Linked DNA regions of Mus musculus: regions 2, 3 and 4 are each linked to region 1. The links are chromatin contacts, called in public promoter capture Hi-C maps. All regions are on one chromosome and are shown on one strand. Each heading gives the region's core, a stretch centred on a gene start, on an enhancer-like site or on the middle of the called end of the contact. The rest is flanking DNA. Distances are from core to core; before and after follow the strand shown.

Region 1 (7,535 bases), core at 1,884-4,383:
CACCTGCCTCTGCCTCCCAAGTGCTGGGATTAAAGGCATGCGTCACCACTGCCCGGCCAAAACTTCCTTCTTTGCTGACCCCTCCCATCTGTGCCCATACACACCTGCATTTGCCTCTTCGAGGGCAGCTGGATAATGGCTGTCCCGTTCACCTTCCGAAGCAGCACACCGCATGTCCCTGGGGAAGGGGAAACAGCTTGGCCACCTTCCACAAATCAGAGGGAGGTTTCCATGGGGATCTGAGGCCACATGCCACCCTTCCTTTGCCCTTGGGGGGGCACATGAAACACAGAAGATCATACACTATGATCTAGGCTAAAACAAAGCACAGATTGATCCTCTCATTGTTTGTTTCTTCCTGTCCTGGAACAGATGTGAGTCTAAAGGGTTCCCAGAATAGTGCTATCCCAATTGTGGGATGTGTGTAGCTTTTGTGCCCATACCTGCAGCTCGGATATACTGGGCTCCCCGGCCAGGCTCGCTCTCTACGTTGTTGATGAGGGTCCCCACAGGCAGCGCCCCAAGTGGATGTGCATCCCCCTCCTGGGCGGCCACTAGAAAACAGGATCTCATCAGCACAAGACCCAGCCACCTCCACCCCACACATCCACCAGCCATCCCTCACCTGCCATCCTGCCTATGTGATTAGAGTTCAGGATTGTATCTCCAGCCTTCATGTTTTCCGTGGCAATGATCCAGCGCTTCCGGCTACCCCCAGCAACCAGAGCTATGTCTGCAGACCTGTTCAGGATGATGGACAAAGCCCACATTTTCTGAGAAGCTACAAAACAACAATTCAGACCACACCATCATCATTTCCCATCCCAAACTTGCCTACAAGGATCATAGCGGACTACCACAACCTTCTCCTCAAACGGTTCTGGTGCCTTTTCCTTTTCTGGCCGGAACCGTAGAAAGTCAATCATGCGATAATTCTGTTTGTGGCCTCCACCGATACCATGCACTCGGATGCGGCCTAGGATCAAGACAGTTCAGGCATGTGATTCAGGTTAGAATAACTCTCAGCCTAGATTGGACAGTAGTACTCCCTCACTATTATATCACAAACAGAAAAACGACAAAGGGTTGGTGGTATAGCAGTACAGAGCTTGCCTTGTGAGCGCTGAGGTCCCAGGTTCGAGCCACAGTATGTGGGTGAACAGAGGCCAGGGCTTCCTTGCAAAAGTAGTGGGGTAACACTTATATGGCTCAATAAAAATATGATTATTAAAACTGTACTGGAAGGGATATACACTGGACTCCCATCATTAAACCATTATAATGTTGGTCCCTTGCATTGAGCAGGTTTTCTGTTTCTCTGTGGTCTCTTCTTCAGCTTCAGTCATGACCCACACGGTGAGATGCACCTCAATGACATCTTACAAGCTATAGTGCACTGCTATATAGACATCCAGGATGCTAATGCAGTCGGGCAGTGGTGGCACACGCCTTTAATCCCAGCACTCAGGAGGCAGAGGCAGGCAGATTTCTGAGTTTGAGGCCAGCCTGGTCTACAGAGTGAGCTCCAGGACAGCCAGGGCTACACAGAGAAACCCTGTCTCAAAAAACAAAACAAAACAAAAAACAAACAAAAAAAAAAAACCCCAGGAGCCTAACACACTTTCCTCCTGAATGCTCCAGGCCCTTTTCCCACCTGTATGGTCTCGACCCCCAGACTTCCTCATCTTCACTGGTTTAACTGTGTACTTGGTACGACTCTTCCAGGACACAAACTTGGCACTGCGGTCCGCAGACATATGCACTGGGCGGTAAGAGGGCGACACCAAGGCAGGGGGCAGCTGAAGGAGGACATTGCTCTGTATCTAGGGATTAAAGGAAATATTCTCTTTTAGAGAACCAAGCAAGAAAGCACCTAGACTAAGTTTAGCTTCCCAGAAACATCTCAGAACGCTGCCCCCTAATCTCCAACCTTCACAAATACCAGTGTAATGTGTTTATCCAGTTACTTGGTAATCACTTGGTAAACCTCTGATATAATTCTCCAAGGAAATGGTCTCCCTTTCATCATCTTCTAAATCCTTTCAAGTTCTTGCCTGGAAACCTTTCCTTCCCTGAAGAATTCACTTCTCCAGAGCTGGTAAACTCCACACACCTATCACCACCATCAGCAGTGGTGCCTTTTGCCCAATGCACGGTTTGAGGAATTTTCGAGTATGAATGGAAATGATTATTTTGCTTTTCCACTGGCTGTAGACTAAGTGTTTGGTTTAGCTTGAATTATAAAATATACATTCGCTAAATTCTGCCATGCTCAGCCTGAGAAATGCAGAGAAGCAAGATCAGTAATTTCTTTTCTTTTCTTTCTTTCTTTCTTTTGTGTGTGTGTGTGATTCACCATTGCCCACTACAGACCCACTGTTCGACAGTCCCTAATATCAGCAATAACCCAGTCGTACATTAAAACAGTTAAGAGCACTGGTTCTAGGAGGTAGAGGAAGCGCATAGAATGAGCGAGGCTCTAGGTTTAATCTGCAGTAGCAGGGCAAGTTGCGAAGCCCGTCTGTCTAGCCCCAGAAGGTGTAAGACTGCTGACCAGGTTTCTCATCCCCAAAATGTGCATAAGAACTCTCAGGAGGTCGGTTAATTCAGTCCTCTTCTCTGCCTGGTTTACGGCTGGCACCTTAATGTTACTTCTGCAACCTGTTTAGTAAAGGCTTGCAAAAGCACTTGGAAGCCCGTATCTGAGATCGGGATTGACGGAGAACGAAGGTCACGTGATCTCGCCTAGCCTTGCGGGATCCCGGACAGCCCAGGCGGAAAGAACCAATCCTAGTTCCCAGGTAAGCGGATTACCTGGGCAGCAGGGAGCAGAGTCGGAACCCGGGCGGTAATGGCCGCGGATGCCAGGCTCAAAGAGCGCAGAGCACTCGTCAGCGCACACAGCGCCATGGGCCGGCCGGGCTCCTCCGCGCCGTGCTCGCTTTTACCTTCATCCAGAGCCTGGCGCTCTGGGATGACGTTCCGGTCCCGGTCCCGTCGCTTTCCAATGACGCGAGAGAGGCGGGCACAGAACGGCAGCGCCGCAGGATACACGCTTTCTTGCCTCTCCAAAGAACAAGTTCTCAGCCAATCATCGGGGGGGGGGGTTGCTCGGGTCACGTGACGGGCGGCAGTCCCCGCCCCTTGGAGCCGTCAAAACAATTGCCTCGAGCGGCAGCCATGATAAATTTAAAGGGGCAGCACCCACGGAGGCGGTAGCCGGACCGGCAGACTGCAGGTGAGTCTTTGGGAGTACCCCTGGGGCTGAGAATTAAGATTACACTGACTCTTATTCCCACATTCCGGGACAAATGAATAAGTCCCTTCCTACTAACCTCAGAAAACTTTAGACTGACTCAAAAACTCCGCCCCCCCGCGATTCTTCCCCGCCCCTCGGCGTCCAGACAGTGGGATAACCTGCCCCGCCCCCTATGGGAACCCCTGACTGTGACCTCGAGCTGGTCTGATGTCGGGTCCCGGGCAGCAACTCTGTTCTCACTCACTCTGCCCTTCCTCTCCCCTCAGCCTTTGGCGATCTTACTCTGTCCTCACCCTCGGCCCTCGGGGCGAGGCAGGAACCTTAGACACTCCTGAACTGTGGGCCCTCAGGCTTCGGTAGCCTGCGCTCGGAGCCTTGCTCCGTGACCCCACTGTGCTCAGCAGATCTGCTATGCATCCCTGAACCATCCGGCACTTGCGAGACATTTTAAGGCGCCTGTTAGGTGATTATGTCAGACAAAGCTATGGAAGGAGGCGATTGCCGTAATCCTGTTGGGAATCCTAACCGGGTCTCCCTTCTCAGGGACACCACACCCCTTGCTGCAGGTCTCCTTATCGGGAGAAAGTAACTGCACCGAGCTGGAATGAGGAGAGTGACTTAAGGAAGAAGGGACATTAGTACAAGTCTTTGAAGAACCTGTAGGCTGGAGGAGGGAGGGTGTTTGTCCTGGGTGGGGCTCCGTGCCAGGTCCTCTGAGAGGCTGTGAGGTGGTGACAGAGAAGGGGTGGGACTGCCGGACTTCTGGACTTTGGGCAGTACAAAGCCTTCTAAATCCTTAGTTTCAGGTCAGAGTTTCTTCCGGGCTCTGGCCTGGGAGCCGCCTGAAGCCAAGAGCTTCTGCTCTGTAAGCAGGTAAGGAGACTTCAGGGATGAGTTTGGAGGAAGTAGGAAGACCGGCTGAATTCGGGGGGGGGGGGGGGGAGTGAGGCCAGAAGGTGGTTTGGAAGGAGATCAGCAGGTTGGGAGGTGCTGGGCTTAGTGCCTTTGCTGATGCAGCCTGAAGACCTTGAACCTTCCAGAGCCTTGTCATGACGGCTGCTGTTTCCTGTACTCCCACATCCCTAACCTTGGGTCCTTCCCCTTTATTGGGACACTGCTTTCTGCACAGCTCTCCCACAAGTCCTCTGTGATTCTTACAATGCTTCAGATCCCCTGCTTCCTTTCCCTAACCTATGCTCTGTCTCCAATTGCCAAGTCCTGAATTCCTCTAGCTCCAAGCCTGCCCGATTGTCCTACAGATCTCTATCCAGGTTAATTCCTCTCCCTCACCTTAGTTTTATGGTCAGTGCCGTGGAACTCCTCCTCTTTCATCAGCTTAGCCATGGGGTCGGCCATACTCTTTTCCCTTTGCGGGATGCCCACCAATCTCTAGTAGTATGTCTTTTCTCTGCCCCACCTGAACTCTGTGGTTTCTCTTTAGCCTAGGATGTCAGGCTTGGTGTTGGGGCAGCGGGATGAGCCTGCAGGGCACCGGCTCAGTCAAGAGGAGATCTTGGGCAGCACCAAGGTGGTGAGCCAAGGGCTGGAGGCCCTACACAGTGAACATCAGGCAGTGCTGCAGAGCCTGTCCCACACCATTGAGTGTCTGCAACAGGGAGGCCATGAGGAAGGACTGGTCCATGAGAAGGCCCGGCAGCTGCGGCGGTCTATGGAGAACATCGAGCTGGGGCTGAGCGAGGCCCAGGTAAGAATAAGGGGGGATGCCAAGTGTTCCAGTGACATGATGCAAGTTTGGGGGTCTCCTTGTCCTAGAAACTTGGATTTGTTGATTCGTTAAATGTTCATTAAGTGACTACTGTGTGTCAACTCTTCTGCATGCTGGTGGTGCAGTATAGAACACCACAGCACAGTTCTTCTCGGAGCTGATATTATAGCTGGGAGAGTCAGCTAGAGCTCAGGTAAATATGTAAATGATTTACTGGGCCAGAGTGATCATTGCTAAGGACAGAACAAAGACAAAGAAAGAAGGGAAGGGGCTGGAGGGATGGCTGAGGGGTTAAGAGCTATGTGCTCTTCTAGAGGTCCTGAGTTCAAGTCCCAGCAATGGTGGCTCACAACCATGTAATGGGATCTGATGCCCTCTTCTGGTGTGTCTGAAGAGTGACAGTGTACTCATATGCATCAAATAAAGACATAAAGCTTTAAGAAAGGAGGGAAGTAGGAAGAGGATACAGAGCTGTCATAAAATCCCTCACTTAAAAGGTGATGTTTGAGCAGAGAGGGTGAGGATGCGCACCATGGGATTGATGGTCCAGCAGGCAGCACAGGCACACAGGCCTTGCTTGGAGCCTGGCTCATAGGTTTAGTGATTTGCAGAGCTGCTGTGGGTTCCTGCAGGGTGCAAAGTGAGTGAGGGCACAATGTAGATAACTCAGGAGGAGGAGGGATGCCATGGGAGACATCTACAGAGAGTGTGGAGCTGGGAGGCTGTCCTCAGGTTGAGAGAGCTGTTGGGATGTCTGAGGAGTGATGGGATTCGGCCTGGATCATCTGCTCTCTGGATGAGAGTAGAACTAGAGACTAAGGGCAGAGACCAGGGAGGCCTGGAGCAGGCTGCTGCTGTCTGAGTGGGAACTGGAAGATTGGCGTCTAATGGGCGGGGTGACAGCTGGGGTTAGAGTATCCATTTAATTCCATTCATTCATTTATAGATTTATTCATTTATGTTATGTATGTGAGTACACTATTGCTGTCTTTGGACACAGAAGAAGAGGGCATCAGATCCCATTACAGATGGTTGTGAGCCACCATGTGGTTGCTGAGAATTGAATTCTGGAAGAGCAGTCAGTGCTCAGAACCTCTGAGCAGTCTCTCCAGCCTGAGTATCTCTCTTTCTTAACTCCATTCATTTTTTTTTGTGTATGTGTTTTGTCTGCATCTATGTCTATATACTCCCCGTAATCCTGGTATGTGTAGAGGCCAGAAGAGGCCATTGGATCCCCTGGGACTGCAGTTACAGGTGGTTGTGAGCCAACATGTTGGTGCCAGGAATTGAACCCAGGCCCTCAGGAAGAGCAACCAGTGCTCTTAATCACTGAGACATCTCTCCAGCCCAGTATTTCTCAACCTGTGGGTTGTAACCCTTGGGAGGTCAAATGACCCTTTCACAAGGGTCACCTATCAGACATGCTGTATATCAGATATTTACATTACGATTCATAACATAGCAATATTAGTTATGAAATAGCAATGAAATAATTTTATGCCTGGGGGTTAGCCACAACTCGAGGAACTGCATTAAAGGGCCACAGCATTAGGAAGGTTGAGAGCCACTGCTCCAGCCTCGGAGCATCTGTTTATGATACGTCTCTTTTTTGGTTGTTGGTTTTCAAGACAGGGTTTCTCTTTGTAGCCAAGGCTTTCCTGGAACTCACTTTGTAGACGAGGCTGGCCTCGAACTCAGAAATCCACCTGCCTCTGCCTCCCGAGTGCTGGGATTAAAGGTGTGTGCCACCATGTTCGGCTTATGATACATCTCTTGCCACTCACTGCCGCTTGTTGCTTCCTCTCTGTCATCTTCCGGAAGGCCACCTGTCCCCTGAATGCTCTTATCCAAAAGCCTGGAGCTCATATGATGTTCCCACCTAGGTGATGCTGGCGCTGGCTAGCCACCTGAGCACAGTGGAGTCTGAGAAGCAGAAGCTGCGAGCCCAAGTGCGGCGGCTATGCCAGGAGAATCAGTGGCTCCGGGATGAGCTGGCGGGCACTCAGCAGCGCCTGCAGCGCAGCGAGCAGGCTGTGGCTCAGCTAGAGGAAGAGAAGAAGCACCTGGAGTTCCTGCGGCAGCTGCGGCAGTATGATGAGGACGGCCACGGCATGGTGAGCATGTGAGAGTGGGCCGAAAGCTCTCGTTCTCAGTTACCAGGATGTGTGGCAAAGACAAACGGTCAGACAGCTGGAACCCAGAATCCTAAGGGCTACAGTCAGGGAGAGCACAGCCCACTTAGGGAGGAGACTCCCTTACGGTCTTCTCTCAGTGAGCTGGTGCTTATGTATCCCTGTGCCTGTGCCGAGTGAGTGCAGAGAGGAGGAAAAGTGCCTGCCTTCTCAGGTCTGTGCAGAACTGGGCTCACACACAAGGACATGGATGTGACTAGACAAAGCAGCAAGCACACAGTGTGGATGTGGCTCCGTCAGATAGAGGAGCCACATAGATAGGTCCCTGAGGACTGGCATGGTCAGAAGGGTTCAGAGAGGAGGTGGGGTACAGAGTTGGGAGGTAGTTATAACCATGTGTTCATTTTTTTTTTTAAAG
Region 2 (7,535 bases), core at 3,058-5,557, 1.1 Mb after region 1:
TACTAGAAGGGCCCAGAAAGGAAAAGGAGGTCCCTAGTTTAGGATCTAATTTACACTTCCTGTTGGCTGAGAGCCAAGAAACTTCAGGACAATTGATAAAACTGAAGCTACCTAGAGATAGAACTTGTGTTTGTAAAGACTTTTCAAACAGTGCCGTTAAAAGCAACACATTAGGTAGGAGCCGGAGAGATGAAGAGTGCTTGCTGCTTTTCCAGAGGGCCTGAGTTTGGTTCCTAGCACCCACACTGGGTGGCTCACAACCACCTGTGACTCCAGCTGCAGGTGGTCTGATGCCTTCTTCTGGTCTCTGTGGGTATACACAGACACACACAGAGACACACATGACACTTACATGCTCACAGACAGACATACAGACAGATAGATATACACACAGACACATACACGTGACATAGACAGATAGACAGACAGATGCACACACACACACACACACACACACACATACACACACACACACAGATATCTCCATATCTTTTCTATTTGAGCCTCTGTACCAAGCATAAAGGTTTTGGATGAGGGAAGCTAGTTAAACCACACCCACCTGCAGCAACCTCTTTCGTATTGCCACCTTAAAGAAAATGGCAGGCCCTCTACCAAAAGCCCTATTCTATCTCCCCTAACACACTAGACTCCTCATGTGCCTAGATGCCAGGAGAGTGGCAGCTGTTACTCTTAATTCCCCGAGTCGGTCCACAGGCTCAGGACACTAGAGGGCTAACAGTACAGTGGATGCATTCAAGCAGATGTGCCTTTTTCATCATGTCCCGACATTCTCTGACAAGCATATTCCTCCTCTGGGATACAGGACTATGCTGTGGACTACTTATCAACTATGTGGGATGAAGGCCTTTGCCTTCCTCTAAGACCTCTTAAGAAAGGACCCTCACGGGCTGGTGAGATGGCTCAGTGGTTAAGAGTGCTGACTGCTCTTCCAAAGTCCTGAGTTCAAATCCCAGCAACCACATGGTGGCTCACAACCATCCGTAACGAAATCTGATGCCCTCTTCTGGAGTGTCTGAAGACAGCTACAGTGTACTTACATATAATAAATAAATGAATCTTTAAAAAAAAAAAAAAAAAGAAAAGAAAAAAAAGAAAGGACCTTCACTCAGCCTTGGAGAATGGTGTTGGGGTCTGAACTCTCTTCAGAGTCCTGCCATGCTCCTGACTGTGAAGTTAATAAATCTTTTAATAACTCTTTTACCCAAATAGACGATCTGCCTCAGTGTCCACTTAAGCCCCAAGCCCAGAACCTTTCATAAGGGACACATGCACATTTTGAATGGATGTGGGGAAGAGTGAGGGGCATCAGGCAGCAGTATACTTGATACCCTGGGGTCCTTGGTCTGTACCGTCTACCACATGTTGGGAATACTCTTAAGTTTTCAACAATACCAGGGGAGGAGGGGCTGGGGAGATGGCTCGGCTAGTAGAGTGTTTACCTCATAAGCACCAGGACCCAACGTTGACCTCTGCAACCCACGTACAATTGCTGGCACAGTGGCATATGCTTATAATGCCAATACCGGACACACACACACACCTGGAAAACTAACAAAACAATGGAGTTGAGGCAGAAGGGAGCTTACCTGGTGTATGGCGTCGAGCAGTGGAGAGAAGAGGTCGGTGTCGTAGGTGGAACGTTTGCCTTGCAGGACGGCCACCAGCCTTTCCAGGCCCATTCCTGTGTCTACATGTCGCTGCGGCAGCAGCTGCAGGCTTCCATCTGCCTCTCTGGCCAGGAAAAGTGCGAAAGGTGAGGCCAACTGAGTCTGGCAGGTCTGAGGCAGGTGCTCGAGTTCAGCAGAAACCTGATAACCCACGGCGTGAGAGTAGCAGGGACCTGAGGGCAGATGGACCTAGACATGCCCGCTAAGACAGAGTCTTTGTCTTTAGAGAGACCTGCCAAGCAAGATACGCTAGAAGAAAACCATAGGAATCCCCAAGCTTAACTCCACTGTATGACAGGAGGCCAGAGAGCATCAGTAACTAACTAGTCCAGGCTGTCATGGACAAGGACGAAAATTAGATCAGTTTTTCTTTTTAAAAAACATTTAAATTAAGCCAACAACTAATGGTAGCCATGGCCACCATTACCTGTAGTGTTGCATGAAGACCAGATTCCAAAGCTCTACCAGCTGGGGGCTTCCCACGCCCCCAGCCAGGTCATAGTGGATCTCAGTACAAGGCCCACAAGGCCCAGTGTCTCCCATCTCCCAGAAGTTCTCTTGTGGTCCGAAGGAGAGCACACGGCTGGCAGGCACTCTGGGGGAGAGAGCCATATAAGTGGTGGGAGACTGGCATGTTCAGAAGCTGGCAACCTCTCCCTCCCTGCCTCCTGCTATGACAACCTCTCACCCAAGTCCAGCTCAGGAAGAAGGGTCCTAGGGCTGAGTGACATACAGGACGCTGGCACATACCGAACTCATGAGGGTTTGTACTGACTGTCTGCTTTCCACTCTTCCCATTGCCAGTGAGGGACAGAAGAAGGGGCCTGACTTACCCCAAGCTTAGCCAGATGTCTCTGGTCTCCAGGTCTGGGTCCAGTCCTGTCTGGGAGTCACCACTGAAGTAGGAGACCCACAACCTGTCCTCAGGGATCCCGTAGACTTGAGTCAGAAGTTCCCAGGCCATGCTACAAGCTTCCTCCTGTAGGCAAAACCACCACGGGGGGTGGAGAGATGTGACATTGGGGCCACCCAAGATCATGAGGCCAAGACAAAAACCATTCCCACTACCCACCCTAGTTTCAGATCAAGCCATGTCCATTTCTGCCTTGAGTTTTTCCTGTCCCCATTCTTACAAGCCTACCTTCTTTCCAGACCCAGATGAATTCTATCTTCTCCTTAAGCCTCTCAACCCACACACCCTGACCTGGGGACTTCATGTCCAATGACAATCTCAATACAGCTGCCTGGCTATCTGCTCAGCTAACTTTTAAATAGCCATTAAGCAGGAGACAACCCCTTCCTTCAATCAGCGAAGTGAGGCATATTCTTTCCTATTGGATGTCGTGTGTGTATGTGTGTGCCCGTGCCCGTGTATGTGTGGTGTACACACCTGTAACATGTGGACATGTGCTTGTGAAAGTCAAAGGACAACTATGGGTGACTGTACTTAGGAGCTAATTTTTGTTTAAAACAGGGTCTCTCATTAGCTTGGGACTTTGATGTTGGCCAGACTAGCTTGTCTGTGAACTTCTTCAGGGATCTGTTTCCATCTCCCATCTGGCCATTCCAGCATCATAGGCACACACCGTTAGCCCGCACTTTAAATTCGAGTTCTGGGGAATCCACAAGCACTTTACCAACCCAGTCATCTTTCTGTCTCCCCTATAACACACTGTGTTTAGCTCTTGGTCACAACATCCAGCACTCAGGGTTCAAAGACTTTAACTCTAGAGCTCCCTGGAAACTCACCTTAAAATATTCACCCCCGAAAGCCCAGTTGCCAAGCATCTCGAAAAACGTATGATGAGAGAGATCACGCCCCACATCCTCCAGGTCGTTATGGCGTCCTCCAGCCCTGACACACTTCTGGCTATTAACTACACGTCGGAAGCCTGCCATCTCACTTCGTGGATCCACTGTGCCCAGGAAGATGGGCTTGAACTAGAAGCACATAAAAGTCAGGAAGGGTAGAGAAGAGGTAAATGAACTTAAACAAGAGACTCTGCCTAGTAAAAAGTAGTAAAATTTACAGATAAGGGAAGTGGTTGGACAGAATCAAAGCTTCAAGAATATTACCAAGCACCTAGCAGGAGTGCAATAAATGTCTACTCAATGGATGAATTTTATTTATTTAAATAGTCTTCCACTCAGAGCCTGCCCCTCAGGACTTCACAGCTGCTATCCAGAGATAATAAACTTAATTTCTCCCCACAAGTTTCCAAGCTAATTCCCCAAGACCTAACCAGGCCCCCACCCCATTTTACCCAGCCTCTCTTCCACTCAGAGTTCCGCCCCTCACTTTTTTGGTCCAATCCTGAAGCGCTTTTCTCAGGCTGACTCCCGAGCTCCGCCCCCGATCGGTGTGGCCCCGCCCCTACCTGGTTCATGCCTGCATTGACGAAAAGCAGGCTGGGGTCGCCGCGCGGCCTCACGGTAGCGGAGGGCACGAGCCGGTGGCCGTGGCGATCTCGGAAGAAGCTCAGGAAGGCGTCCCGCACGGCCGCTCCGTGGGGTGGACCGGGCTCGGTTGAGAAAGGCTGCCATGGGCACGACCTCCCAATGGCTCGCCGCAGCTTACCGGCTGCGGCAGCCAACGCCACCGCCATCTTAGCTCCGGGCAACGGCTTCGCGGGGTCAAAGAGTGACGTTCGAAAGGACGCCTAGTGTTTCCTACAGCGGCCCCTGGCGGGTGGAAGACTTGGGGGGGGGGCAAGTCTCAGCTTCTAGTGAAAGTGTTTCCCCAAGAAGGGGACTTCTTCCCCTGGCGAGCGGCTCAGCATACCGTAACTTTGCATAGAGTAGGCCCTTAATTCATCCAGGATTGAACAGATAATTATAAAAAGATCATTACATGCTAGGCTGTATTTTGAACGTTAGTAGCAATATTAACACAATGCCTCTGCTTCCAAAATCTGTATTCTGGCAGTAATGGTTGTTGTGCTATTGATTTTGTGGAGTTGCAAAGGAACAGGTGTGGGTGCAATTCGGTGCGTGGACCGTGTGGTTTGTGCTGATCCAGGCTGAAGAGTGCCAAGGGATCGTGAGTATTCAAGAGGTGGTCAAGAACCCTGCGTAAGTGCCAGGCACTGCTCTAAGACCTTGCCAGGTCCTCTTCTGCCCTCGGTTTGCAGAGCCACTTTGTCCTTAGGGACTGAAGCAGGTTCTTTGGAGCAGGAGTCTGGTGGAGACACAGAAGCCAGACTGCATCTGCTCCATTATTAATTGCTTAATGACATTTGGTCTTTTAATTTGCTTGGGGATGAGAGAATCCAGGTCGACAGGTCAGGACAAAGCTGTTGGCTGAGAGCTGTGGCGATGGCTTTCCATGAGCCTCCCAGGGCCCTGAGGCTTTGAATTTTGCTGAGAGAAAAGAGATACCTGTCCTGGCAGGCCCAGTCCCCTTGACTTCCTTTCTATGGTAACAGACCTTGTGGGTGCAGCTAGACAGCTCAAGGACTTCTCATGATGACCTTGCTTGACCTTTAGTCTGGGAAAGTTAGCAGATCTAGGAAGAGAAAGGGATTTGCCAAGTTTAAGACCCAACAGAGCAGTGGTTCTCACCCTGTGGGTTGCAACCACATAGGGTTGCATATCATTCATTTACATTACGATTTGTAACAATAGCAAAATTACAGTTATGAAGTAGCAATGAAATAATTCTATGGTTAGGGGCCATCACAACATGAGGAACTGTTTTAAAGGGTTGAAGCATTAGGAAGGTTGAGAGCCACTGCACTAGAGGTTACAGAACTGAGGTCTTTGTGGTCAGAAGGACAGCCTTGGCCACCCAGGGGGCTCTTTTGGCCACCAGTCTTTGTGTGTTATTTGGGTCTTTTGAACTTTTGAAGCACAGCTTCTTTTCGGGGAATACATAGTCTATTTTGGACTTGAGTTTCTATAGCAATAGTGAATTCTGACAAGCCTGTATATCTATCCCGTGATCCTCTGCCTTCTCTTTTCCATGTAGGTTAAAGGTGTTGTTCTGCCTCTTTTGGTTTCCTCCAGGGTGTTTGGAACAGAAACCTGAAGCCAGATGGGGATTTTTGAGATTGGTGACCTTGAGAAAACACTGAAATTCTTTAACTAACTGCGATGAGCCCGTTTTCCCAGCTAGAGGAGAAGGAGATCCTCTGCCCTTGTGTTATAGTAGCGAATCTGTACTTTAGACTAACTCAAAAGCAGCACATAGTGGCTTTCACACTTACGCCCAGCACTTGGGAAGGAGAGGCAGGTGGCTCTCTGTGAATTTGAAGGCAGCCTGAACTACAGAGTGCAAGACAGCCAGGCCTACTCAGAGACCCTGTCAGGAAGAAGAAGAAGAAGGAGGAGGAGGAGGAGGAGGAGGAGGAGGAGAAGGAGAAGGAGAAGAAGAAGCAAAAGGACTGGGTACAGAAATGGCTGGGTTATATAGGGAAGGGTAGTTGGGGGAAGGGTAGCCCAGCCCCTGGGCTGGAGAAGTTTAGGATAGGGGGCAGGGGGCAGGATATGCTGGCCATATCCTGTAACAGATAGGGACTAAGGGATGCTGGGAGAACTTTGATCCATTAAATAGGCACCTTAGTTAGTTCTCTGTCCTGGATTGGAGAGCTAACAGTTGGGCTTTGCCTAGCATCTGTGAGGCCCTGCGTTCATCCACCAGAACTACATAAGCTGGACGTTGTGACGAGCACCTGTAACCCCAGCACTCCAGATGAAGATGCGGGAGGATGGGAGCAAGTTCAAGGTCATCCTGAGCTAGAGAGAGAGCTTGAGGCCAGCCTGGGAGAACTAGCCTCTTTCAAGAAGCAGCAAAATGTCGTTTTATTGAAATAAGACAAGACTAGAGTGTCAGTGGAGTGGGCAAAGGGCTCCTCATACAACTGTGAAGATTCGAGTTCAAATCCCCAGGCAGGCCTGTTCACCTTTTCAATGTTCCTACAGTGAGGCAGGAGGTGTTTCCAGAAAGAAGGAAGCACGTGGGCCAACCAGGGTGGTGATTGCAGCGAATTGTAGTGATGGCCAGCAAATTACCATGTTTCAGAGGTGGGAGGCGAGGACCAGCACCCTAGGGTGTCCTCACACCCCACACTTGTGCCTGTACATCCATCACATACACAAGAAAAGCACACCCACAGGAAGTGGACAAAGCTTTTAGCATATTCACCGCCATTTCTAAAATCACCCCCCAGCACACTGGGACTACCTTAGAAAACAATCTTGCGTTCTTTGATCCTTATTCCCCAGTCCTTTGGTCCTTCCTAGCCTCAGGAAACCATTAATCAGTTTTTTGTTTTTATATAGATTTGCCTATTGTGGACATTTCCACCAATAGCTTCAATTGTATGTGGTCTTTTGTGAATGGCTTCTTTATTATTTTAAAAATTATGGGCACACACACACACACACACATGTAGGGAGAGGCAGAGAGAGAGGAGAGACAGAGGCAGAGAGAGACAGAGGCAGAGAGAGACAGAGAATTTGTTCAGGTGCCTGGTGAGGTCAGAGGTGTTGAATCCCCTGGAGCTGGAGGAGGTACAGGCAGTCTCGAGCCACCTGATGTGGGCGCTGGCAACAGAATTCTGGTCTTCCTGAAAAAGCACATGTAAGGGCTAAAGTTAACCTGGAAGCCACACTTGCCCAAGGACAGATAGCTTCCTGAAATGCTGGGGCCTGTCTGTTGTTCATGTGAGATAACAAGTCACAGTTTTTACTTCATTAAACAAGACTGGTTGCCACAACTGCAAGGTCGTGCTTAATTCCATGTAGTCAGGGAGCAGCCTAGGCAGGAAGCACATCAGGATGTGTGCTTAGCCCTGATTGGACAAAAGCAGGAAGTACCAAAGGCTGTGGGTTCCTACCTTTAGAGGC
Region 3 (7,535 bases), core at 3,096-5,595, 1.1 Mb after region 1:
GATCCCCAAACCCACTCCAACCGCATCTACCGCATGATTAAACTAGGCCTGGGTGAGTCTGGCTTGTGAGCTCCTGGTAGCAAGTTGTTGTACTAGCTGGACCTTTGGGCAGACTTAGTGCTTTGTGGCTTACTTAAATCTGTGTCTTTCTCTTAGGCATCGATGAAGATGAGGTCACTGCAGAGGAGCCCAGTGCTGCTGTTCCTGATGAGATCCCCCCTCTGGAAGGCGATGAGGATGCCTCGCGCATGGAAGAGGTGGATTAAAGCCTCCTGGAAGAAGCCCTGCCCTCTGTATAGTATCCCCGTGGCTCCCCCAGCAGCCCTGACCCACCTGGCTCTCTGCTCATGTCTACAAGAATCTTCTATCCTGTCCTGTGCCTTAAGGCAGGAAGATCCCCTCCCACAGAATAGCAGGGTTGGGTGTTATGTATTGTGGTTTTTTTGTTTGTTTTATTTTGTTCTAAAATTAAAAGTATGCAAAATAAAGAAGATGCAGTTTTATACAGTCCTGCTCTCCTTGTAACACTCAGGGCTTCCTGAGTGGTGTTGGAAGGTGATGAAAGGCAGTTACTTGTCCATCAACTATTAATGCCAACCAAAACACAGGTCCAAAGTCACTGCTGCAGTTTAATCAAATAAGAGCAAAAGGTGACATTTCCAAGTACCAAAACTTGGGTAGGAACACTGGGGCCCCAACTGGGCTGGGGGCCTTTGTCCCTTCTGGCACAGCACCATTCTCACTGGCCCCTAGGGGAACTGCATGACCTGTAAACAATTCTCTTCCCAGCTGGTGCCTGGTAGCCTCAAGGGTGCGTGCTATGAGCAAAGCCCTGGTGCTGGTTTGCTTGGCCACCAGCAAGATTTCAGAGATTGGGGGAGGAGCTCTGGGTCACCTCTAACCAAACACCCACAGCTGTCATTTCCATGAAGTGGGGGCTCTTAAGGCAAAAGAGGCTGCCTCCAGGGCTCCAATCCTCTGCTGTATGCTGATACTGAGCCAGTGCCTCAGAAGATGAGGGTCTTTACTGCACTGCTCACACCTTCTGTACTGGGGGCTCAGTGGGCACAGCCTTCTTTCCCCGCTGCTTCCGGCCCCGGGCATAGACTCTGAGTAGGAGGGCAGTGAAGACCACAGCTACTCCCAGTCCCCCCACCACAGTGACAGTATGGCCATAGAGGAGGCAGGAGAGGAGGATGGCAATAGCCTGGCGTAGAGTCATGATGATAGTGAAGACAGCAGCTCCAAATTGTCCAATGGTGTAGAAGATGAAGAGCTGCCCAAAGGCGGAGCAGATGGAGAGGAGGAGAGCATGGAGCGCAAACTCACTGTGCCGCCCCATGAAGCGTGCCCCCTCCAGTAGGGCCCCCTGTTCCAGTAGTGAGCCTACTGTGAAAAGACAGGAGAATAAATTGACCCCAAACATCATCTGCACCGATGACATCTTATAGGCAAACAGGGCATCCTGCCAATTTGAGGTGAAGCTGTCGAAAGCAATATAGCCTGCCAGTAGGACCAAGCCAGAGAGTGTGGTGGCTGGAGAGCTTCTAGGCTCTGGTCCACTGGATAGAAGAAACATGCTCACTCCAATGGAGATGAGGCCGGCAGTCAGGTATTCCCAGTGTTCATAGCTGCGCCGGGACACCAGCTTTCCCATCATCATGACAGGGATCACCTTGGAGGCCTTCGCCAGCACCTGGGTAGGGAAGCTGACGAACTTAAGTGCTTCATACTGGCACCAGCTGCTAAGCACATTTGACAGACTGGCAAAGGAGTACCGGTACATGGGTGCACCATGACGGGGCTGCTTGCGCAGGACACAGTAGAGGCCTGCCACAACCAGCGCCAGCACACGGTTCATCAGCACCAGAAACTGGGAGTCTGTGAAATGCTCTCCTGGTGATGTGGCTGTGGCCCCGTAGCTGCCAGTCATCACTCTTTCCTGCAGTATGCCCCAAGTCAGATAGGACACCTGGAAGAGGGAGGGCAGAGAAGAGCGACAGTATAGAAGGAAAGGCAGAAGTCTGTTTCCTACTTCCTCAGAGTTGGTAGCATCAGATGTAACTGACACCATACTTTTGGTTCCTCTGAGGGAGGGGCCTTCTTTCCCAAGCTTTAGCTCATTTTATGGGGGAATCAAATGGAGTTGCAGACACCATGACATCTGCTTTAAGACCAAACACTGTCCTCTTTCATGATGCAAATCCATTAGAGCTGGCTCCACATACCATATAAAGAGTTTTATTTAGTTTGAACTAACTCAAAAAGAAACTGGGATGTTTGGAAGCTGGGGGTGGGGGTGGCTGGACACTTCAATTCAACATATATCTAAGGTGAGTTGGCTCCCACTCTGAATGCCCTGTGATAGCCTCACTCAAAGAAATCCTACTGACAAAATTTTGGAGAAAGCCAAGCATGGTGGTACACGCTGTCACCCCAGCTATTTGGAAGGAAGAAGCAGGAGGGTTGAAAGTTCAAGGCTTGCATTGGGTGGTGGTGGCACATGCCTTTAACCCACTCTGTCCAGCACTCTGGAGGCAGAGGCGTTTGGATTTGAGGCCAGCCTGGTATTGAGAGCAAGTTTCAGGACAGCCAGAGCCACTCAGAGAAACTGTGTCTGGAAAAACAGCGAAGAAAAAAAAGAAAGTTCAAGGCCTGTCTGAGCCTGTGAAACTCTGTCAAAACAGTGTGGTGGGTCATCAATCCTAGCACTTGTAGAGCAGGGGGATCTCTAAGCTGGAGACCAACCTGGTCTATATAGTGAGTTCTGGAGTAATTAGGGCTGCAGAGTGAGACCTTGTCTCAAAATAATAATGTGGGAAGCAGCTCTGGAGATATGTTTAGCCAGCAATTCCTCAAATTCACACTCAGATACAACATACAGACAGAGCAGAATATGGGCATAGGGAAAAAAAATACAACTCAGGCAGGCCTTCTTCCACACTGTAGAAGCCATTGCATGGGTGCGCGCGCGCGCGCGTGGACGTGCGCATGAACACATGCGTGTGTACAGTGAACTTTCATTTCAATACAGGTGTTGAAGGAAGCGCTGGAAGTTCACTTTCAGGACTGGGCTGTGTCCTGTAGGGACACAAACCAGACCCAAACTAACAAACCTTTGGGGTGGGCAGGGAAAATTTGGTTTAAGTCAGGGGCTGTCTGTACCCAGCTGGGGAAGAGAAGGGGAGCCTGTATTCTTACCTGGAGACCCGAGGCACAGAAGACCAGCTTCAGGACCTGCCAAGACGGGGTGGATTCCGCTGTCTCTGTCCGCGGAGCCAGGAGAACCTCATCAGGAGCCTTGGGCTCATTGCCAAACACACAGGCTTTCACCAGGGGGAAGCAGAGACCCCTGCCTGAAGAAGACACAGTCAAGGTCCACAACCTCTGCAGAGCAGCCAGCCCGATCCGGTGTCTGACTTACTGGCCTCCCTCCCGGCCCAAGTCCCGCTCTGCCAACACCTGCAACCAGACTTCCCTCATCTCCCCACCCTCTGGCCACATTACCTGTCTCCAGGTAGTTCTTCCGTCTTAAGTACTGCACCAGGAGGTAGCCAGGTACCATAAAGCTGGCATAGCCCGCTACATTCAACAAGAAGCGGAAGAGCCACAGCTGTGTCCAGGACTGCGGAGGGGCTTCGGGTGACTCTCCACCTGCTCCCAAGGAAGGGAGTGTGGCGAGTACCACTACTGCCCACCATCTGCTGGGACAGCCGAAGCAACGATTAGGTTTGCAGCTCTTCCGCCTCTCTGCCCTCCGGAGGGGACTGTACCAGGGAAGTGCCCAGTGGCCTCCCCGCCCCCTCCGCTGCAGCCCAGAGGGACGGACAAAGAGCCTCTCTCTCCCTCTCTCTCAGGGGGTCCGGCGCAGGCCAGGCAGAACCTCCTCCCTTCTCGGGGACGGCCCCGCCTGTCCAGCCACATAGGTCGCCTCTGTTCCCTTCAGCGCGCGGGCAGCTCAGGCCACAGGCAACCCCCACCCCCTTCCCTCTCCGAAGCGCCACTGTCCCTCATCCCCCTACGCGCGACAATCCCCGAAGCCCCGCGAGGAGCGTAGGCCACATGCCGCGTGCCCATCCACACGGGGCTCCCAACAGTGCCACGCGGATCTGCGGCTGGAGGACCCCCCACCCCGCCTCCGGAGCCCTGGGGTCTCGGTCACGTGGCCCCGGGGTCTCGGTCACGTGGGCCATGGCTGCCCGAGCCCCCCACCTGGCGTCCATGGCCCAGCCGCGTGGGGCGGAGGGGGGACCGGGGAATGTGAGTCCCCCGGGCCGCGCGCTCCCTCCGCTCCCTCTGCCGCCCGCTCCAGCAGCCAGCCAGTCAGCCAGCCAGCGGAAGTGCTGCGCTCTTCCCGCCTCCTCCCCGCCTCAGCCCCCTTCGCGACACTCCGGCCACAGCGACCCCACGCGGCCCGGAGGCAGACCAAGCCCGGTTCCCCTGGGGAACTCCAGTTGGGACTCCCTCCCTTTCCCAGCTTGCTTGGTCACAGCCATCAACCCAACCCAACCCAACCCACACAGAGTGATGATGACCATTGCCATCTAGTGGACTAGGATTTTGAGTATCTGAGACCCAGTACTTCCTCTTACATTACGGTTTTTTTGTTTTTTGTTTTGGTGTTTTTTTTTTTTTTTTTTCGAGACAGGGTTTCTCTGTGTAGCCCTGGATGTCCTGGAACTCACGCTGTATCCCAGGCTGGCCTCGAACTCCAGATCCTCCTGCCTCTGCCTCCTTCAGCAAATCCTACCGGCCTGCGCCACCAGAACCGGCGTTAGTTTTTAAACAATGATGTCTCTTCCTTTTTTGGCTGCATCAGTAATCATCCCCTTAGTACCTGTGATTGTGACCTTCTAGGCTCTGTATGACCTGGTGCGTCCTCCTCGCCCACTTGCCCAACCTTGTAGAGTCCTGTTGGCCTGTTTTCAGTTCCTTTAATTCATCGGAGGCCTTCCCCAATGCTGTCTTTCCCCTTGCTCATCCTAAATCGCAATTTCAACGACACCTGCTTGAAGCTTCCCAGAGGATGATCCTTCGCCCACTCCATTGTCCTCCTTCCTGCTAACGGTTTTCTTCCTTCCCAGTCACCCATTGCAACGTATAACCACATATTTAGTTGTTTATGCCTTTAATATCTGTCTCACTCACAGGATGCATTTGCTTAGTGCTTATAAGCGCTAAGCATCGGAAAGTATGTTGATTTATTTCTTCTCCTTCTTCGTGCATGACCTAGCAGGGCCCTCAGTGTGTGGAGTCTAAGGGGGTTGGGTGGGGGAGGAAAGTTGCAACTCTCTTGTGATCAATGTCCTCAAACTTCTCCAGGGACACGTGTGTGTCTCCATATTCTTCCTCCTCACTCTCCAGCCCTGGGCATTTCCACATGAAGGAGATGTGCCTGTGGTGGCAGGAACCACTTAGGTCTCCTACCATACCCAGCAAGGCCCTGTGCTTGCTCAGGGCTTGTTTCCTTCTCTCTGCCTTTACCCGAGAGTCAGGCCTGCCTATGCATACAACTGTAGAAGGGAAACGTTGTTGTTGTTGTTTTTTTTAAAGCCCCTCTCTTCCATTTTAGTGTCATATTAGAATAACTGCAAAGGTTCAGTTGGGAGCCTTATGTTTGAAGTCTTTAGATAACTTTGCGGTGGCCCGCTGCCACCAGACCTATAATCCCAGCTACTCAGGAGGCTGAGACAGGAAGTTCCCAGTTCAAAGATGACTGCCTGGGCTATAGAGTGAGTTCCAGGCCATCTCTGGCAACTCATTGAGATCCCATCACAACATAAAAAATGAAAAGAGGGCCGGGGACACAGCTCCATGATAGTAAGCTTGCCTACCGCTGGGGAGGCTCTAGGTTCACACCCCAGTGCCAAACACACTCACAAAGGTATTTTAGGTGAGACCCCTCGGGTCAGTTTGCTCATCCCCATTTTCCAGGTAGCTGGCAATTTCAGCCCATGCCATCTTCAACAGAAGCAAGGAGGCTTCCTTCAGGATACCAGTGGCTTCGAGGGTCTTTCAAGAATCTCCATCCAGGCCACTTGGGAAGTCCTTCCTTCCAGATCGGCTCTTCCTCGTCTGCAATCCTTCATCTCATTTTAGGACTATGCTAGCCCCAGGACCAGCATCAGCAGAGGGGCGACATTGCTTGGGTCCCAACTGCAGCAGCTGCGGATCCAGCTTCCAGGTGGGAAGCGGTGGGGACCCATCCGAGCTTCAGTCAGTACATAGCAGTGGTTTGCCGGAGATTTTCAGGTCATCGAAGGGCAAATAAGAAAGGAGCTGAGCGAGAGAGAGAGAGAGAGAGAGAGAGAGAGAGAGAGAGAGAAAACAGAGAGAAGCAGAGTTAATGCCCTAAGTGATGGCACCAGGGATGGCAGCAGGGACCTGGGCAAGCTGAAGGCCAGACAGTGAAAGACCTGGGCATGGCAGAGACCCGAAGATTAGACAAGATCTGAGATAAGCCATGCAGAATATCTGAGCTAGGAGTGACCTTACAGTAGATATAGTATGTCCATTGGCACTATGTATACACAGTGGCTGTTGTTGGGGTTAGGGTTGGGGTGTGGAAGGCTTTTGGATACTTTTGCTTGTTTTTTGAGTCAGGATCTCACTCTGTAGACCAGGCTGGCCTTAAACTCACAGAGATCAGCCTGGCTTTGCCTCTCAAGTGCTGGGATTAAAAGCATGTGCCAGCATATCTTGATGAATATATCTTTTTTTGTTTTTGTTTTTCGAGACAGGGTTTCTCTGTGTAGCCCTGGCTGTCCTGGAACTCACTCTGTAGTAGACCAGGCTGGCTTCGAACTCAGAGATCTACCTGCCTCTGCCTCCCAAGTGCTGGGATTAAAGGCGTGCGCCACCATTCTAATATGACACTAAAATGGAAGAGAGGGGCTATACAGAGAAACCCTGTCTCGAAAAACAAAAAACAAAAAACAAAAAACAAAACCCCAAAAACCAAAAAAACCAAAAAACAAAAAAGAATAAATCTTAAACAAAAAATTTTTAAAAAAGTCTAAGACCTGAAAACCCCGGGTATTTATATGCTGAAGACATTTGCTTCAAGACACGTGCAACGTGTGTGGAGGTGTTGCTCCTCCTGTCCTCCCTCCCGGGCCTCACTATGGCATTGTCTTCAGTCTGGTTAGCTTCACAGAGTCACTCCTGTTGGAGTCCATGTTTGGGCTCCTTGGGCTTAACCAGCCTAGGGAACTGGTTGTAGGCTGGGGGGGGGGGCGGGGGGCGGCAAATACAGCCCAATATGTCACAGTTGGTAAAAAAAAAAAAAAAAAGTAGTTCTGTTCTACCCCCAGCAGTTTTAGGGGGTTGAGGGAACTCATGTAGCTTAGGCTGGCCTTGAACTTGCTATGTAGATGAAGAAGACCTTCAGTTTTGATCCTTTCCCTCCATTTCCTAAGTGCTTAAATAACAGGCATGCACCACTATACATGTGGTGCTGGGTGTTGAACCCAGCACCTCTTACATGCTAGGTAAGCACTCTGTCAACCAAGTTAGACCCTCCAGCCTGACTCCGG
Region 4 (7,535 bases), core at 2,937-5,436, 1.0 Mb after region 1:
GGGATCTGATGCCTTTTTATGACCACTGTGGACATTCCTGTGGGTTACAGACACACTTATAGAAAAAACACCATATACATAAAATAATCATAACACTTTTTTTTTTTGGTTTTTCGAGACAGGGTTTCTCTGTGTAGCCCTGGCTGTCCTGGAACTCACTCTGTAGGCCAGGCTGGCCTCGATCTCTGAAATTCGCCTGCCTCTGCCTCCCAAGTGCTGGGATTAAAGGCGTGTGCCACCACGCCCGGCTTTAACACATATTTTAAGATGTTTTATATGTGTAGCTGTTTGTTTACATGTATGTATGTGTACCCTGCACATATTTGGTGCCCATGAAAAACAGCGGGGAGCATCAGATTCCTTGATACAGCAGTTACAGATGATTGTGAATTATCATGTGTGTAGTGGGAACTGAACCCAGGTCCTCTGCAACCTAGTGCTCTTAATCCGCCTAGCCCCCATAAGACATTTTTTAAAGCAAAAGAAATTATGAGCATACTTTAAAAGTACATCAGATATTTATTAAAAAGGAATTAGAAGCTAAATCAGGAAGCCCAAGGAGGTTACATTACCCAGGGCCTTTGCAGGTGATAAGGAGACCCTTTGAATATGTGTGTGTGTGTGTGTGTGTGTTTGTTTTTATGTTTTGGCTTTGGTTTGTTTCAGAGCTGGGATCTGGGGGTGAAATCTGGGGTCTCAAACCTTGTAGAGGCCTGTTACTGAGCTACACATCCTGAAACTGTGGCCTTAACTGTTAGTTAAATATGAGATTGGGGTGAGGAGTGGGCTGGAGAGATGGCTTAGTGGTTAAGAGCACTGGCTGCTCTTCCAGAGGTCTTGAGTTCAATTCCCAGCAACCACATGGTGGCTCACAACCATCTGTAATGGGATCTGAAGCCCTCTTCTGGTGTGCTTGAAGACAGCAGCAGTATACTTACATATATCAAATCAATCAATCAATCAATCAATCAATCGGTATGTAAATAAATAAATATGAGATGGACAGTAGGAAGAGGAGGAGGGCAGATTCCAATTCATGTTTTCTAAAGGCTGTTCTAGGCATAAAAGATAAAGAGGAACATGAGTCTGAGGGCTCCCACAGTAACCCTACAGAGAGCCTACAGGAGCTCCTACAGAGAGTAGTCCCAATAGCTCAGGGACGATGGCAGGCTAGATAAGCTGGTCGACAGCTAGGGTTCCTTGTCCGAAGGCACTAGAGGGGCTCTCTTAATGCTCTAGGCCCTAGAATCTAGGGACTTTCACTCTGGGAAAGGCAGTTCTTTGGCTTTGACATAGAAAAGAATTGTAGCCAGGCAGTGGTGATGTGATGCTTGCCTTTAATCCCAGCACTTGGGAGGCAGAGGCAGGAGGATTTCTGAGTCCAAGGCCACCCTGGTCTACAGAGTGAGTTCCAGGACAGCCACCATGGCTACACAGAGAAACCCTGTCTTGGAAAATAAAAATAAAAATAAAAAAATTTATTTATTTACTTTATTTATATGAGTACATTGTCCCTGTCTTCAGACACACCAGAAGAGGGCATCAGATCCCATTATAGATGGTTGTGAGCCACCATGTGATTGCTGGGAATTGAACTCAGGACCTCTGGAAGAGCAGTCAGTGCTCTTAACCACTGAGCCATCTCTCCAGCTCCGTGATTTTTTTTTTAAAGCTGGGTTTGTGGCGGTACATGCTTTTAGTCCCAGCATTTGGGAGGCTGGGGGCAGGGGGTGTGTGTGTGTAGATCCCTGTAGGATCTACACAGTAAGTTCCAGAACAGCTAGGGCTATATAGAATCATAGGTCTCAGATAATAAGTCTCTTGGCTGATATAATAAACCAAATTGAGCCAAATTAAAAAAGTATAAAAGCAGGTTTATTGGAGACAGCTCTCAAGCGGGTTTACCGGTCTCAGAGAATCAGAGGAGGCCAGAGAAATCTCCATGCAGACAGGGGTAAAGAGGCAGATACACAGACAGACAACATTGAGAGCACTAGGATCGAGCTCTGGGCTGGCTGGGGGCCTTCTTATCTGCAGCACCCACCTCGAGAACCTCTTGGAGGCAGATGATGATGTAAGCAGCTGCCAGGTCCCTGAGAACAGACCAGTAGCATCACCTGGATACTAACATAGGTTTGGTTTTTTTCTCTCTGCAAATTGTATGTGTGTGTGTCTGGGAGTGCAGAGCTGGTGCAGGCCAGAAAGATGTTGGATGCCCGGAAGATGGAGGTACAGTGGTTGTGAGATGCCTGACATGGGCACTAGGAACCGTAGTCAGGAACTTCTGGATGTGAGGTTTCACTGCGGAGCCGTCCCACCGTCCCCGCAAATTCCAATTTGAAAGAAAAGCCATGTAGATTTACTGATGAGCAGACACAGCACCAGGAAGCAAGGAATCTAGGAAAATACCCAAATCACAAGAAATATGCGAATTCCAGTTACAGAAGACTGGAAAACCCAGGGAAGGGTCAGCTCTGGGGTGCGGCCTGGCCGTTTATCCAGCATGAAGGTATCCTGATTCTCTACCTCAGGTCCCTCGTCTTTTAAATAGCTGTCCTGTCGCTTCCCTGCAAGGTGAAGGTGAGAAATTGAGCAAGACCAAGAACTCAAGACTCACCTGTTTTTGCTAGGCATCCACACAGCGGGGCAGGCAGGCCCATGGGGTGTGGGGAAGGGGAGTGGGGGAGTGGGTAGGTTAGGTGGGACAAGCTTGTGGCTACTGAACCACATCAAAACAAACGAGAGAGAAGCGTGCTCCCTGTAGTTCTACATTCTTGCCTCTCCATGTTTCCATTTTTAATCTTTAATCTTTTCTTCCGTCAGGGTCTTTGATACTGATGGGGACAGCTAATGACAGATAAGAAGGAACCATATTCCCACAGCTTTGAAGTTTGCAAAAAACACTTCATGCATACTCTATCAGTTCTCTAGAAGAACAGAACGGATGAAATGAGTAGATCAAAATTAAATAATTTAATTAAACCTACTAAGGGCTAAAGGGAAGGCCAATCCAGCAGAGATCTGAGCATCTGCCTTGGCCACACCCTTTTGATCTGGAGAGTCTCCTGCATCAATTAAGGCAATCAGGGCAGTTCTGCGGGAGAGGCTCCCTATGTAGATGATTTTAATTTGTGGCAAGTTGACATTGAAACCAACCATAATAGCCACCATCTGCATTGGACCCAGCCTGGAATTACAGCTGCTTTCTGACTGAGGCAGGGGTGGGGATGTGGGGGTGTGGGCGATGGGGTGATGAAAATCTTAAAACAAAACATACTGTGTGGCAGAGGCAGGAAGATGTCTGTGAGTTCCAGGTCAGCCAGAGCTACACAGATAAACCCCGTACAATAAAAGAAAAATAAACAAACAAACAAAACCCCCAAAAACCAAATAAAAAACTTAGGCCATACACCCAACCAGATATAGCTGGATATATATACAAATATATGTGTATGTATGTATACACACATATGTACATGTGTATGTATATATACTTAAAATACATACATAAAAACATATGTGTATATGTATATATATATATGTATATATATCCTTTAGAGTGAGGCAGGGAAATGACTGGAGAAGGTCTAGAACTGTATGCTCTTCTGTCCTTGAGTAGGCCTTGATGTATATCCAGCCCTATGTAACTGTGCTCAGTTAAAACAGAAACTGTGCCTCCCATCCTGTACCCTAAAAGGGCCCATCAGAGACTCCGCAGGTCACGGTTGGCTTGGCCACTGGGGTGGTATAGGTAAGCTGAACACAGCTTAGCTTCATCTGAGGTGTCACACACACACACACACACACACACACACACACACACACACACGCTGTCCTCTTCTCTGATTCCTCCATTTCCAAAGGTAACACCTGAGGTGACTGGATCCCAGAAGAGTCCACACGCTTCAGGTCACAGGGCTAGAAAGTACAGCTCAACGCTGAAGTCTGCCGCCATTCCACCCCACCCCATGGGGAATTCCTGCACATGGCCCCTCTTGTCTTCTCCTCCTAAGATGGCAAGAGGGAGCAGCTGGACCGAATATACCAGGTGCCAGAACACAGCTGTTCCCTCCTTGTCCGCCCCGCTCCACACCCAAGCTGAGCAGAGCTGGGTGGAGGCTGAGGGGGGTGGGGCTCCCTTGTGATGTCCAGTGATGCTGAATCCACCGCAGGCAAAAGCATCCTGAAATTGATTCTGAGCAGTTCTGACTGGTGAGAGCTGCCACTGGCCGGTTAGAACTGGTGAGCAGGAGGGCAAGAAGTTCAGGCTTCAGGTCAGAGTATGCAAAGGGAGGGAGGGATTAAAGGAAGTGGGTTCTGGAAAAGGCCCTAGCCTCAGTCCCCACCACCTTCCAGCCCTGGGCTCCCTTCCCATCTGTGATAACAGTGAGTGAACTCCTTAACCAGCTTTCATGCCAGAAGAAAGCTGCACTGTAAAACTAATCCAGTTGAAAACTGGGGAGTACAGAGGTATAAGCTGAAGGGAGGACTCCACACCCCCGCACCCTGCTTTGCCAGGTGAGGTGCGTGCCTGAGGTACAGTCTAAAACCCGGGTTCCCTTTGCAGGTGCAGGTCCTGCCATGCCCGTTCCATTGCTCCCGATGGTGCTTCGATCGCTGCTGTCCCGCCTGCTGCTGCCTGTTGCCCGCCTGGCCCGGCAGCACCTCCTGCCCTTGCTGCGCCGGCTGGCCCGCCGACTGAGCTCCCAAGACATGAGAGAGGCTCTGCTGAGCTGTCTGCTCTTTGTCCTCAGCCAGCAACAGCCACCGGATTCTGGAGAGGCCTCCAGAGTGGACCACTCCCAGAGGAAGGAGAGATTGGGCCCCCAGAAGTGAGGCCACGGGTCCTGGAAACAGCAACGCCCATCAAAGTACTTTTGGAGCCGGTTAGTCCAGGCGTCGGTCCGCACGCACGGGCATGGACGGCAGACTGCCCAGTGGGCGAAGACAGTCCGGGCTGAGTGCAAGAGGGCTCTGACCTGAACAGTTCCCACTCCCCTAGCTCCTAGCAGGCTACAGATTGTGTTGATTGACCCTTCCTCTCTGCAGCTCCCTCTGCCTTATCTCTGGCCTCCAGGGTGGACCTGCAAATGCGGGTATCAAGGTCAGTTAAGAGATGATGTTTCACTTAGACTCAAGACAATTTAGCTAAGAGGTGGTATTTAAATCCAAACTGTCCCGTCTACCTTAAAATTATAAGCCCTTGCTTCCCGTTAAAGAATGAGTACTTTCAAAGCTTGGTACGCAGCAGGTAGTCAATAAACGAGGACAGTGTGTTGTTATTGGTGGTGGTGGCTTTTGTTTTTGAGACTGTTTTATGTATGCCAGTCTGGCCTTAGACTCCTGAAATGATCTTGAACTAATTTCTGTCCTCTATGACTTTACTTCCAAGGCACTGGCATTACAGGCACACACCACATCCAAGCCTAGTTTGGGTGGTATTAGGGATTGAACCCAGAACTGTATGCACGCAAGGCAAGCGCTCTCTCTACCGGTTGAGCTAATTCCAGGCTCTGTGTTGGATGACTGAGGTGTCTCAGAAAATCTCACCACCCCTACTCTCGCCTACCTCTGGGTTGGTATCTGTGGGAAGCTGGAGAAGGGGCAGAGGTGAAGGCACTGACTGGTAAGACTTCCTTTGGATAACTTGTTCCATCTGTCTGTCCCTCGGTCCTCACAAGCTACAAGTTTGGAATTGTGTAACTTCATTTAGAATGTCCTCCTGCGGCCCGCCCAGCAATGGCTTAGATCTCTGTTGCAGGAAGGCTAGCTGGCTGACAGAGCAGGGAAATTGATCCCGGGTGTGCTTTGGAGACATCTCAGCTCGATAGTGGGATAAAGAAAACTCGTCAGCAGGCAGTGGGCCGGGAAGTGGGGACATGCGTGACCTTTAGGGACATCTTACTACCCTTGAAGAAATAAAATCACCTCAAAACTTCACTTCTAGGGGCTGGAGAGATGACCCTGTCAGTTAAGAGCACTAGCTGTTCTTCGAGAGGACTTGAGTTCAATTTCCAGCATTCTCGTGGCGGCTCACAGCCCTCTATAAGCCCAGTTCCACACCTTCCTCTGGCCTCGAAGGCCACCAGGCATGACCTGGTGCATAGACACACACTCAAGCAAAACATCCATACACATAAAAAGAAATATATTTTTAAAAATGTACTTTCTCACTCCCCAGCTGAGCGAGCACTTTTGTGTACGCATGCGTGGGCGGACATCGTGTACTATGATTCTCTGAATAATTTGATTATGATTGTCACACCAGTCCCTCCAGCAGTGACTTCTGCTGTAGATTAAGAAGGGCATAGTAAGAAACACAGGCCCCTATCAGGGGATCCTCAATCAAGTTGGGGATCCCATACAGGTTCCTACAGAAACTTGAGCCTGGGAAAGCGGGACATCTGAGCTGAGCTGCCCCTCCCCCTCCCCCTCTACCTCCCAGGCCCGGCAGAACTTTTTCCTCCACCCCGTGACCCAGCTGTTCCTACAGAGTCCTCAGAAACTAGAGCATGTGCGACCTGTGTGGACAGGTGGATTAAAAGCAGTCCCACCTTTCCTAGTACGTCCTCTTCTCAGCCCCACGGCCCCTCCCACTGGGCCTCCTTCGGCCACCGGGCGTCCCCGGATCTCCACTCCTCCAGCCGCGCGGGGCGGGGCAGAGCAGGCAGCAGCTGCGGAGCGTGAGGCTAGGGAGCTATCGTCGGTGGGGGCTACTATCGCGCGCCCCGTGCCAGAGACTGGTCAGCTCTGGCCTTGGCAGCGACCCCCACCCCCCAGGTGAGGAGGTCGGGAGATGGATGGGGTCCCCACGACCTGGGAATTTTCATTCTCCCCTGTCCAGCCTCCCCACCCCCACCCCAGGTCCAGTCTCAGCAGGTGCAATGGGGCGGCCATGGAGACCGAACGGTTCTGATGGTGTCCAACTGGCCCTTTGAAAAGGAGGATTTGGCTCCTGGAGTACAAATCTGTCACCTCGTGAGGAAGGATGGATATATATGTAATATTTATTTATTTATTTATTTATTTTGGAGTTTGTACAGTTGGATGGTTGTTTAAACTCTGGGCCACTTAAAATTGTCTCCTGGGTCAGAGGAGACTAGGAGACTTATCTGCCAACCAGCGGGTTAGGAGAGTCATCAGAGAAATTTGGCTAGAAGCCAGATTTAGACAAAATGAACAAAGTCAATTCTTCTTGGACCCTGACCTAGTATCCACCCTGTGTACACATCGGTCTTTATTTGAAAATTTGATACTGGGCACAGGGAAGACTCACTCAATTGGTTCAATTCTCTCAGAGCCTATGTATGTATGTATGTATGTATACATATTTTGTATATGTATGTATGTACATATATACATATTTTTCCCAAAGCTATGATGCCACTTATAATCCCAGCACTGGGAAGGCAAGGGAGAGGACAAATGGTTAGAAATTCTATGCTACAAAACAAGTGGGCCAGGCCAGGTTAGTGGCACAGGCCAGGCTGGTGGCACAGGCTTTGATTTTAGCCCTCCTAAAGCAGAGGCACGCA

What was found. Promoter capture Hi-C pulls out the DNA fragments that hold promoters and counts their contacts.
Region 2: a promoter capture Hi-C map of pre-B cells shows a contact between it and region 1, with 4 times the contacts expected there. The contact joins the promoter of Aars2 here to the promoter of Klc4 in region 1. A contact is called at or near these places in 1 of 39 promoter capture datasets (pre-B cells) and 1 of 115 datasets of contacts at active chromatin or transcription factors (large pre-B cells).
Region 3: a contact with region 1 is called in a promoter capture Hi-C map of liver, with 4 times the contacts expected there. The contact joins the promoter of Slc35b2 here to the promoter of Klc4 in region 1. A contact is called at or near these places in 3 of 39 promoter capture datasets (hippocampal neurons, liver and pre-B cells), 1 of 484 Hi-C or Micro-C datasets (B cells), 3 of 115 datasets of contacts at active chromatin or transcription factors (bone marrow-derived dendritic cells, large pre-B cells and pancreatic cancer cells) and 1 of 9 other capture datasets (liver).
Region 4: a promoter capture Hi-C map of liver shows a contact between it and region 1, with 2.6 times the contacts expected there. The contact joins the promoter of Mymx here to the promoter of Klc4 in region 1. A contact is called at or near these places in 3 of 39 promoter capture datasets (the SN4741 cell line, erythroid cells and liver) and 3 of 115 datasets of contacts at active chromatin or transcription factors (double positive thymocytes, embryonic stem cells and large pre-B cells).

The regions. Positions count from the first base shown.
Region 1 is chr17:46,641,678-46,649,212 of GRCm38.p6, reverse strand. It overlaps Klc4 (kinesin light chain 4), which reads left to right and starts at 3,133. Exons shown (of 16, transcript NM_001357130.1): 1 at 3,133-3,238; 2 at 4,701-4,964; 3 at 6,869-7,099. The coding sequence starts at 4,707. It overlaps Mrpl2 (mitochondrial ribosomal protein L2), which reads right to left and starts at 2,984. Exons shown (of 7, transcript NM_025302.4): 1 at 2,815-2,984; 2 at 1,655-1,823; 3 at 835-976; 4 at 626-741; 5 at 444-554; 6 at 105-178. The coding sequence starts at 2,910.
Region 2 is chr17:45,503,613-45,511,147 of GRCm38.p6, reverse strand. Aars2 (alanyl-tRNA synthetase 2, mitochondrial) reads right to left here and starts at 4,307. Exons shown (of 22, transcript NM_198608.2): 1 at 4,067-4,307; 2 at 3,438-3,629; 3 at 2,522-2,667; 4 at 2,116-2,283; 5 at 1,608-1,752. The coding sequence starts at 4,294.
Region 3 is chr17:45,560,746-45,568,280 of GRCm38.p6, reverse strand. Slc35b2 (solute carrier family 35, member B2) reads right to left here and starts at 4,345. Exons shown (of 4, transcript NM_001357105.1): 1 at 4,213-4,345; 2 at 3,508-3,701; 3 at 3,202-3,356; 4 at 612-1,972. The coding sequence starts at 4,223. The coding sequence ends at 1,037. Nfkbie (nuclear factor of kappa light polypeptide gene enhancer in B cells inhibitor, epsilon) reads right to left here. Exons shown (of 6, transcript NM_008690.4): 6 at 5,112-6,279. The coding sequence ends at 6,214. It overlaps Hsp90ab1 (heat shock protein 90 alpha (cytosolic), class B member 1), which reads left to right. Exons shown (of 11, transcript NM_008302.3): 10 at 1-52; 11 at 157-503. The coding sequence ends at 266.
Region 4 is chr17:45,598,718-45,606,252 of GRCm38.p6, reverse strand. It overlaps Mymx (myomixer, myoblast fusion factor), which reads left to right and starts at 4,186. Exons shown (of 2, transcript NM_001177468.1): 1 at 4,186-4,274; 2 at 4,568-5,286. The coding sequence starts at 4,582. The coding sequence ends at 4,836. It also overlaps a transcript of Slc29a1 not described here.